Regions from separate parts of the Sus scrofa genome. Here regions 2 and 3 are each linked to region 1. A link is a contact called in public Hi-C and HiChIP or PLAC-seq data. All regions are on one chromosome and are shown on one strand. Each heading gives the region's core, a stretch centred on a gene start, on an enhancer-like site or on the middle of the called end of the contact. The rest is flanking DNA. Distances are from core to core; before and after follow the strand shown.

What was found. A called contact is a pair of places that touch in the nucleus more often than the background predicts. HiChIP or PLAC-seq counts read pairs in DNA pulled down with a chosen protein or histone mark.
Region 2: a Hi-C map of retroperitoneal adipose tissue shows a contact between it and region 1, with 2.4 times the contacts expected there. The contact joins the promoter of KIAA1468 here to the enhancer-like site in region 1. A contact is called at or near these places in 1 of 5 promoter capture datasets (liver), 12 of 47 Hi-C or Micro-C datasets (alveolar macrophages, blood, embryonic fibroblasts and 8 more) and 2 of 2 datasets of contacts at active chromatin or transcription factors (alveolar macrophages and skeletal muscle).
Region 3: a contact with region 1 is called in an H3K27ac HiChIP or PLAC-seq map of alveolar macrophages. The contact joins two enhancer-like sites. A contact is called at or near these places in 19 of 47 Hi-C or Micro-C datasets (alveolar macrophages, blood, embryonic fibroblasts and 10 more) and 2 of 2 datasets of contacts at active chromatin or transcription factors (alveolar macrophages and skeletal muscle).

The regions. Positions count from the first base shown.
Region 1 is chr1:159,093,263-159,096,692 of Sscrofa11.1, reverse strand. No RefSeq gene overlaps it. Among named protein-coding and RNA genes, the nearest start is that of ZCCHC2, 73 kb to the right of the region's middle. Within about 2 kb of position 1,657, at least 17 of the 83 cell types and tissues checked have an H3K27ac peak or open chromatin away from gene starts, as enhancers often do. A contact at or near this core is called in alveolar macrophages, liver, omental adipose tissue and 1 more, where this site is marked.
Region 2 is chr1:159,315,860-159,319,289 of Sscrofa11.1, reverse strand. It overlaps KIAA1468 (lisH domain and HEAT repeat-containing protein KIAA1468 homolog), which reads left to right and starts at 1,615. Exons shown (of 29, transcript XM_005654481.3): 1 at 1,615-2,401. The coding sequence starts at 1,882. It overlaps PIGN (GPI ethanolamine phosphate transferase 1), which reads right to left and starts at 1,556. Exons shown (of 28, transcript XM_021099782.1): 1 at 1,406-1,556.
Region 3 is chr1:158,964,990-158,968,419 of Sscrofa11.1, reverse strand. It overlaps ZCCHC2 (zinc finger CCHC domain-containing protein 2), which reads left to right. Exons shown (of 14, transcript XM_021099630.1): 13 at 1-621; 14 at 1,540-3,430. The coding sequence ends at 1,607. Among named protein-coding and RNA genes, the nearest start is that of ZCCHC2, 55 kb to the left of the region's middle. Within about 2 kb of position 1,534, at least 6 of the 83 cell types and tissues checked have an H3K27ac peak or open chromatin away from gene starts, as enhancers often do. A contact at or near this core is called in alveolar macrophages, where this site is marked.

The sequences.
Region 1 (3,430 bases), core at 408-2,907:
AAATAAAAAGAATCCTACATTAAAAGACTGAAAGTTTCTACATATTTCAGGTTGACTCTCCATTTCAGTGGAAATGCACAGATGGTGTTAAATGAGTCATATTTATTTCCTTTACACCCACTAAAAATAAAGGGCGGTAAATTAGAGACAGCTATTTGGAAGGATGTTCCAAATAGATAATGGACAATTATTTTCTTTCTAAGGAAATGGCATGTCTTTAAAATATATTTCTCATCCTACTGATATAATAGTATTTAATATCATGATCTTGTCTTAGCCTCATATTACAGAGGTTTGGATGGATGAGAATGTGGGAATTCAGGGGAAAAAAACAACCAGCAGCACTGGGGCATCTCCATGCCCTTCTCTCCCTCACCCTTATAACTGGTGTTGGTCTTGTGGTTTTCTGCCTGCTGTTGACCCTTCCTATTTCTTATGGGTTGAATATGTCCTTAAAAAGATATGTTGAGGTCCTAACCCTTGGAAGCTGTGAATGTGACCTTATCTGGAAGTAGGATTTTTGCAAATGTGATCAAGATGGAGGTGAAGATGAGGTCACACTGGGGGAGGGTGAGCACCCAAGCTAATAGGACTGGTGTTCTCATTAGGAGAGTGGAAGAGACGCAGAGCCAAATGTCATGTGAAGACAATGGCATGCACACAGGGAAGATGGTGTGAGGACACAGAGTGAGCACCATGTGATGCTGAGAGAGAGACTGGGGTGATGTGTCTACAAGCTAAGGAATGCCAGGGATGGTCAGCAACACCAGAAGCTGGGAGAAAGGCACATATCTTCCCTTAGCGCCTTCAGAGAGAGCATGGCTCTGCTGACACCTTGATCTTGGACTTGGAGCCTCCAGAATTGGGAGAGAATAAATTTCTGTTGTTTCAAACCATGTTTGTGGTACTTAATTAAGGCAGTCCTAGGACTCAAACACACTACTTCTATCAAAGAGAAGCCCCAGAGTGGCTGGGTGGTAGGTGTTTATCTGAGCAGTTTTTAATCACCTGAAATTCTAACCTTTTAAAATCATAGCGAGCTACCTCTAAACAAGAGGGATGAGGGGATTGAAATCATTTGTGTTCTGACCACATTGAGCAAGAGGTGATGTGGAAAGAATCTAAACATTTAGGGTCTTTGCACAGATCTCTTCCTGCCTGGGTGAGGAAGAGATGGGGATTTTCCTCCCCTGGCGGCTGAGAGCCATCTTCAGAAGCTTGGGATGCCAGGCCACCTAGCTGCCTCTGTTTTCATGAGGATGATGTTCATTTAATCTGCCCATGCCTGACCTTTTATGGAGATTTTTCAGGACATTGGCTTGTTTTTTCCTTCCTTGCTACTTGCCCTGCTGTCAGGGACTCCACCCCAGTGTAACAGGTCCATTCTGCTTCTCTAGTCAAGGGTAAAGGGAACTCAGGCTATTAAGCGGCGAAATATCCTCGGTCAATTAACTGCCACACTATTTAAATCCGTAATATGTTAACTCGGCTTATTTGGACTTAGGAAATGCTCCATCATCCTGTTGACACAGCGCCTGAAAGAAAAAATCAAATGCCAAGAGCCTTACGCAAAAGGACTTCCTTGGCAGCATAATGTTTGTATTTGAAAACAATTCCGCTAGGTGGCGCTCCATTGAAGGTTGGGGCCAGGGTCCAGGCGCTTCCCTCAGTCACAGCAGGTAATGGGAGCAATCCCGGAATGAATGAGGTTGTCTAGAAGGCAGTCCTAAATTGCTCTGACAGATTTAGGAGATGATATATCCTTGATTTTCAGATTAGACCGAACCTCCGACTGCTTCCCTCATTAACAGCCTCCTCTGTGATCAAGGTTCTCCTACCTCCGTCCCTTGGGCTCGGTTGGGATCAACCCACAACCAAACCACAAAATCAAACGGACACAAGTGAAAGCAGTCCTTCAGGGCTCGACGTAGAGGGCCGCTCTCCATTACCGTTAGCATCCTGCCTGGCATAGAGGTGCTTGGCTGGCAGAAAAGGCATTGTCAGCGTCTCATCATGGTACCGGCAAAATGGAGAGGACACTTTGCTCCCACTAACACCCTCTGGATCACTCCGAGAGTGACCTGCTAAGAAGGATGGGATGGTTTGAGATGACAGGATTAAGTGCATTTCCAATTGGAACTGAGCCAACTTCTTGCATCAAGATCACTTATAAATATATTTAACCATGGGCATCAGAGGTAGTCAGGCTAAAAAGGGGGGGGGGAGGGCTAAAGAGTGAAGAAAAAACCCTCTAAGAATAGCTGTCTGGCTGCCACTACTCTACACTTTGAAAGAGGCATGCCCTTTGTAGTGGCTGTGGAAGAGTTTGCTTTTCCTAAATGACAAAGGTTCTGTTGGACACCAGCCTTTTGACATCCTCCTGATCCTCAATTTCCTCTGCTGTAAGGTGGAAAAAGTAGTTCTTTCCTGGTGGTGCTGCGATGAGGCTTACAAGTAAAATATGAACGGCCCTAGCAGGTCCTCAAGAAATAACTCGTTCCTTCTTATCCTACAGCTCTTCTAAGAAGTTTGGAGGAGGGCTTTATAAACACAAGAGGTTGACAGAATTATTACAGACCAATCACCAAAGCTAAGCTGCTGAAACTTTGGTACAGATTTTTTTTTTTTTTTTGGTCTTTTTTTGTAGGGCCATACCTGTGGCATATGGAGGTTCCCAGGCTAGGGGTCGAATAGATCTGAGCCTCATCTGTGACCTACACCACAGCTCACTTCATGGCAACACTAGATCCTTAACCTGAGGCCAGGGATTGAAACTGCATCCTCATGGATACTGGTCAGATTCATTTCCGCTGAGCCATGAGGGGCACTCCTGGTACAGATTTTTTTTCCTGTACGTATAGCTAGAGCAAATCCCCTCATCCCCACCTTCAGTTTGGAGGTTGGTTATTGCCTTATGAACAGTGGGGAAGGACACATGAGGCTCCCTGCTGCCTTCCAATTTGCTGGCCGAATGACTCTAGGAAAGGAACCAAAAACAGAGCCAGGTGTGCTGACTTCCCTAGAATAATCTGGGCACTAGAGCCTCCTGACAGATGCACATTCTGCATTATCCCAGGGATACTGTGAGATAGACAAATCTGATAAGAATGCCTTCAATTTCTTCTTCTGTCTCCCTTTCTTTCTTCCCTCCTCTGTCAGTGAAGTTGCAGGCCCCCATCTTTCTTCCCTTTTCTCCTTTAGTAACACTTGATCACAGGGAAAAAAAAACTGATTATCAGTAGCTTTACATCAATGGACATTTGTACACTGCTCTTCTCTAGATGGGATTTCCCTCATTTATTCACCACCAAGAAGGTGGTGGAGGTGTTTTGGAAGGCAGGGACTTTCTGACGTCCCTGAGATCACCCCCAAAGGACGCATCTGCCGTTCACTCTGTATAAGCTGTTGGAAGCATGTCGATCTCAGAAGC
Region 2 (3,430 bases), core at 366-2,865, 220 kb before region 1:
TTTTTCTGGCTGTAGTTACTAAACACTTGACATTGGGTTTGCTTTGCTTTATTTTTAAAAACCTGTCAAATATTCACAATATATACTAATATTACATTAATTGATAACTGACTATAACGACAGATTTATTGTATACTAGGCACCAGGTACTGTGACAAGCATATTCCTAATTCTGTGAACTTTCAGAGTATCCCCTTGACAGATGAAGCTGAGAGAATTAAGGAACTCTAATTTTAAAGTCTCACAGCAAATAATTGCCAAAACTGGGATATGAGCTTTAGGCTCTTCAGCTCAATAAGCATAATCCTTGAAGGGAGGACTCTAAGTGCAGGGACCTTAAATACAAAAGATTTCTAAAATGCCGCATTACAGACATGGAAATGCTGTATATAGCCAATCCATTTCTAATCATGCCCTTTCCATGACATTCCCTAATCCCTACCATTCCTCCATTACATTGGTTCCATTTTCAATCTCTCTGACAAACTTAGTTACAATGAGGATCAGCAATCTTTTTTGCTAAGAAATATGTAACAGGACAGCGCGTAGCCTATTTTGACATAATTTCCCTAAGATCTGGGATTTTTTTCCCCATGCTTTTCTTCAATATATGGCAGACACACAACAATTTAGAATTCAAACATTAGGAGCTAATATTCTATTCAAAAAATACTTCAAATTCTTACTACTAACAACATCAAAACACTTCTACCAAAAACAAAACAAAAAACCCAAAACTTCACTCCAATGAAATTTTAGTTTACCGAGTCTGGTAAACTGAAATTAAGCCTACATTTAAATGTTGGCATACATTTACATGAACCAATAACGTGCCCTAAGGATATGAAAGAATACTCTATTTGTATTTTTTCACAGAGCTAAAGGAGATACTTTACTGCTTCAATGGAATATAACTTTACCCAACCAAACCTTTGAGTTCTGTCTTCTATTTACTCCCTCCACCTCCCATACCCTCACCCTACCGCATACCGCTCTACCTCTAACTCGGTGGTAAGTAGGCGGTCCCCAGGCCTAAGGTGAGAAAGCAAGGAACAGAAGCCACATTCAGACTGCTGCCCCTGCCCTGGGCACTTGCTACACTTGCGGAGAACATGTCATTAGCAGCACACAGTAAGAAAAAGCGAAGTATCCTAAGGAAAAGTGAAGCAGCGCGTCAGAGGCCGTGAGGCCAGCTTCAGAACCACCACACCTCTCCTCTCTAGTCCCCTGACTTTACCTGGGCTTATCCAGGTGAGGCCTGATCTCAGGAATGAGGTCTTCTCAGCGCGAAGGCCGATCCAGCTCTGTAGCAGAGTTCCCCTAGGTCCCCGAAAGGAAAGCCAAGAGAACGTTCCTAGGCCACCGTCATAACTGCCCCTTATCGTGGAACGCCCCCGATACTTACCTGACCAGAGCTGCTCTCGCGATAATTCTTGGGCCCGTACTCCGTAACTCCAGTCCCCGCCCCCCTCCATCGGCCAATAAAATAGGAGTGGGGGAGGGGCTTTGCCTCTGAGCTGGGAGCGGGGCTCCCAATCTTTGCTGGCTGGGGTTGAGAACGGGCGGGGCGGGGAGGGGCGGGGCTGGGGCAGAAAGAGGGGCAGGGCCCGCGCCATTTCTCGCGAGACTGGGGACCAGGAAGACGCCTGCAGAGCCCGGCTGCTGGTGCAGCTGCTGCTAAGGCAGCGGCTGCTGCTGTTGCTACTGCGCTGCATCCGGACCATTTGCCTCCGAGCCTGGGCCTTGTCTCCAGGTGAGGAGGCGGGACCTAGTGAGGCCGGGGCTGTGGAGGTGCACAGTGCCTGCTCAAGCTTAGCTGGAATTCAGGCTGCGGCCTGTCTGATCCAGACAGGGAGGCGCCCACACTCCTGACAGTGTAAGATGGCGGCGATGGCGCCTGGAGGTGGTGGCGGCGGCGTGAATCCATTCCTCAGCGATTCAGACGAGGACGACGACGAGGTTTCAGCGACCGACGAGCGGCGGGCAGGACTTAGGCTCAGTTCTGGGAGCGGCCTAGATCCTGGCTCTGCAGACTCGCTATCGCCCCAGGATCCCGTGGCCTTAGGAAGCAGTGCAAGACCAGGGCTCCCTGGGGAGGGGTCAGCGACTGCAGTGACACTAGGGAGCACCGGGGAGACCCCCGCCAGATTGTCAATTGATGCGATCGCGGCTCAGCTGTTGCGCGATCAATACTTGCTGACAGCCCTGGAGCTGCACACGGAGCTGTTGGAGAGCGGCCGCGAGCTGCCCCGGCTGCGCGACTACTTCTCCAATCCTGGTAACTTCGAGAGGCAGAGTGGGACCCCGCCTGGGATGGGGGCGCCGGGAATCCCTGGAGCAGCTGGCATTGGAGGCGCAGGAGGTCGGGAGCCGAGTACGACATCGGGTGGGGGACAGCTCAGTAAGTGAAAGCAGCCTGCCTCTTGTCTGGGCAGTTGGGATTGTAAGAGGTTCTTGTGGAGGAGGGGGTACCTCTGGGCGGGTACTGAGTATTAGGGACGTTTCAGAGAGAGACGGTTCGGGTTGGGGGTAGTCTTTCGTGGTGGAAGCAAAAGGATATGGCAGTGACTGTTCTCTGCCCGCCTCCAACTCTTGGCTGGACTTGCACCTGCTCCTGGCTCCGCTCTTGGTGTGTATCTATTAATTATCCAGAGTTTCCAGTTCACTGGCTTTACGTGACTCCAGAAAGACTTCTTTGCAACCTGGTTTATCGCTTTAATCATTTTTCCATTTTCGACAATCTCCTGAATCACCACTACCAGGAAAAAGTGTTCCTTTAATTGTTCGCAGTAATTATTTGACTCAGAATCAAGAGGGAAAAGAATAGGAAATGTTGCTAGCCCTTAAAGTCAGATCCACTTGAAGACCTTTTGTCTTTAGGATGACTTACTTAAAAGTTAGGTTTTTTGCTGGTAAAATTTTTTCTGTTTAAATAAACTCAATTTAATTCCATTTCAGTTCCGTAATTTCAGTAGGTTTCCAGAATTTTAGGAAGCCTAGGGTGGAGGGCGGGCAAATTCTATCTACCTGCAGTGTATCTGCAGCTCACCAGCTCACAGGCCTTCTTCTCTACATTAAGTTAGGAATTAACTTTTTTTCCCTTGTTATAGTCATTTTTAGCAGTGTACAGTAATCATCTACCTCATTCATCATTTATTTATAAGCATTTCTTATGGCTTTAAAACGTGCCATCAAGGATGTATACTAGGTTCCCAGCAACCCCCTTTTGAGAGGCATCTTAGATATTACCTTACTAATGGTATGAGATGTTTTAGTGTGTTATGTGAGGCCAATTGGAATTTACTAATAAATGTTAAATATACACGTTTTAAATTGTAGCCTAATTGATTATTTTTTGTCTATACTTTTGAATAGTGCCAGAGATTTAGATTGCCTAACTTAGATGTAGTAGTGAAAGTTCAAGGAGTGC
Region 3 (3,430 bases), core at 285-2,784, 130 kb after region 1:
GCATCAGCCAGGCCCAGGCGACTGTCCCCCCTGCTGTTCCCACCCACACCCCCGGCCCTGCGCCCAGCCCGAGCCCTGCTCTGACCCACAGCACAGCTCAGAGCGACAGCACGTCATACATCAGTGCCGTGGGCAACACGAACGCTAACGGGACGATATTGCCACCACAGCAGGTGGGCTCAGGTCCTTGTGGTTCTTGTGGGCGAAGGTGCAGCTGTGGGACCAATGGAAACCTTCAGCTAAATAGTTACTATTACCCTAATCCGATGCCCGGACCAATGTACCGAGTCCCGTCATTCTTTACCCTGCCATCCATCTGCAATGGCAGCTACCTCAACCAAGCACATCAGAGCAATGGAAACCAACTTCCTTTTTTTCTGCCTCAGACTCCATATGCAAACGGACTGGTGCACGACCCAGTCATGGGGAGCCAAGCCAGCTATGGCATGCAGCAGATGGCAGGATTTGGGAGATTCTATCCCGTGTATCCACCTAGCGTAGTTGCCAACACAAGTGGTTCGGGGCCCAAGAAGAATGGGAACGTTTCATGTTACAACTGTGGTGTAAGCGGACACTATGCGCAGGAGTGTAAGCAGTCGTCCATGGAGGCCAGTCAACAAGGTAATCATGAGAGCTCCCAGAGGACTTGTTTTTGATGTGCCCATTTCTCCCTCCCTTACTGATCACGGTGAATCTGTTGTAGCAGAAAGAGCTGTTGTGTGTTCGTTTACGGATGTTGTGCTTTCAGTGACAAATCTTAAAATGCAAATGGTGAAACCTAGTGTAGACCCAGGTCACGAGGCACAGGGAAGTTCAAAGAAATTCAGTTTCCAATTAAGGAATAAACCGTAAAGGCACTTTTTAAGGAATATAGTGGGAATTTGCAAATCTCTTACTAGCAGCACTTTTTTTTTTAAAGCTACAATCTGATTTCATGGAATAAACCAAGTTTTTAAATACTGAAAAACTAGGAAGTGATATAGTCTGACGAAAGATTTTTAGTTATTTGAGTATATTTGTTCACAACCAGCTGGCCTCATGCGTTTTCCCCAGGCTACATTTTTCCTTCCCAGCAGACTTTTTTTAAAAAATGCTATTACATTTTAAGGAACAAAGTATTTAAGCACCGGTTGTGGGAGGAAGGAAATTTGAAATAAGTTTAATATTATTAGCACCAGAGTAAAGAAATTGTTCATAAATGAGTATGAGGAAGATATCAATTTCAGTGTAGACCTCAAACTGTTACCTTTCACTCCCCCATTATGCTTTGTCATTTTGCCAGATCTTACACAGGAAAAAAAAGTCTTAAATTGGGAGTGTGTGCTTGACATTTTTAAAGGAGAATTGAGTTGGGAAGCTTTCGGTTGAACTTAAAGCACAAACTTCCTATTCCTTTTTGAGTCACTTTATTGACCCTTGGGGAGTCGCAGTAGTGCAGTGGGAGCTGCCGGAGGAGCAGGCCCCTTTGATATCTTGTAGTGGTTTGTGATGCATTGCCTTGTACGCAGTGACTTAGCAGTTCTGTCTTTCCCGTTTTAGGCACTTACAGACTGAGATACGCACCTCCCCTCCCCCCTTCTAATGATACGTTGGATTCTGCAGACTGAAACAAGTAAAGCTTGCCTACTTAATACACTGAAGTGTGGGGAGTCATGGTTGGGGTGTGGAGGGGAGGAAAGGAAAGGTATTTTGCTTGTGTTTCTTTGTCTATACATTTCCTAGATTTCCATGCAGTTGGGATTTGTCATTTCTCTTGTCCCGACGTCCAAAACAAAAAAGAATGCATTGCTTTTGAGCCTCTGGTCTCCTGGTTCAACAACAGGCTTATCTGTATGATACATGTAATTTAAACATCCAGACAAACTATCAAAAGGAAATTGTTGATGCGTGCTTTTTTTTTTTTACACTGAATACTTGCTGTGTGCAATGTTTACTGAATCTTTAAAACTGTATTTGACCTTTTTTTTATAACACTGGTGACAGTCATATGGTTTTGAAAAAAAAAAAAACTTTGCTTCTTCCCCAGCTTTTATCACTTTTGCCCTGAACTCCACTTTTCTCCCCCACCCTCACTCTTTCCAGTGGCTGCAGGAGTGGTTGGCATTGCATTGTCCACACTTTGTAAACTACTCTGCATATAAACTGAGGGTAAATAAAATATTTTACCTTAATTGTAAGGGAGAAATAAAATTCCCCAAATAGTGTGTATATATGTAATAAACAGCACCACATAAATACATATATGCAGCGCTTGTCCAAATAAAACTAAAATAAGTGGAAGAGAAAGGAAGAAGTAAAACCATATGAAACAGAAAATATGATGTAGGAAGTGGACAAAGAGATTTTTCTTAAAAAACAGACTTTTTACTTCATCATACTTTTTTAGCCTGTTGCTTCAGAGAGACATAAAGTGAACAAACTAGTGTGAGTGTGGTTCTTCCGTGTGTTTGTGTTTGTAATGAAAGTCAACAGCCAATTACCTGTAGTCTGCCACTGTGTCACCGAAAAGAGACACTTGAGTCAAGATTCCTTTTCCTATACCACCTGTTACAGTGTTACGTTGTGTCTAAAATGTGTACGGCTTATTGCAATCTGAACAGAAGCTCTGCATTTCTCCAAAAGTCAGGTATTTATTTGTTCCCTAACCTGTCTCTCGTAGCAAAGTCACTTTTATAACAGTTTACCACTATGCTTGGTTATAATGTGAAAGACTGAATTTTGAGTGTGTTAAGATGGTATTAATCATGTCAGTGTCATGTCACTAAGTTTAATGCTGCTGTTTAAAACAAAAGGTTTTTTAAAGCCAATCTATGTACTAAATTGCTTCCAGGTAATTTTTGATTTCCTAAAGTGCACTGAGGTATCTGGAAGATGGGCTGTAGTTTGGGGGCTGCTTCGTTCAACAGCAGTGAGCAACTGCCACTGTAGGTCACAGGTTAAGGGGTGGGGCTGGGTTTGTGGCCCCACCCTCAAGACAGAACAGAAACGACAGATGGGTATTGTCTAGGGTCAAGTTGGTGCACAGCAGAGGAACTTAAATATTTGGTCTCAGTTCAGGAGCCCAACAGATTGCTAGACAAAAGGAAACACTTGAAGAAAGAAGCTTCATGGAATGCTTCATAGGTAGCATTTATATTTATAGCACCAATGTACATTTTGAAACCTTTCAGGGGTGGGAGTTAAAGGGGAAGGGGGGGGTGAAAGGGTAGATGAAAGCTTTAATTTAAAGAGAAACAAAGTTTGAGAAAGGAAATTATTTTGATTAAATATATTTTATTTGATCTGGGTATTTTTGGACCACATTATTAAATTAATTGTTAAGCTGCAGTTGAGTTGTTCAAGTGAGAGTTTTGATAAGCCCCGTATGGACCGCGTTGTGAATCACTTGCCAGTTGTACTTTATGGAGCTTATTTTATGATTTAAAAGACT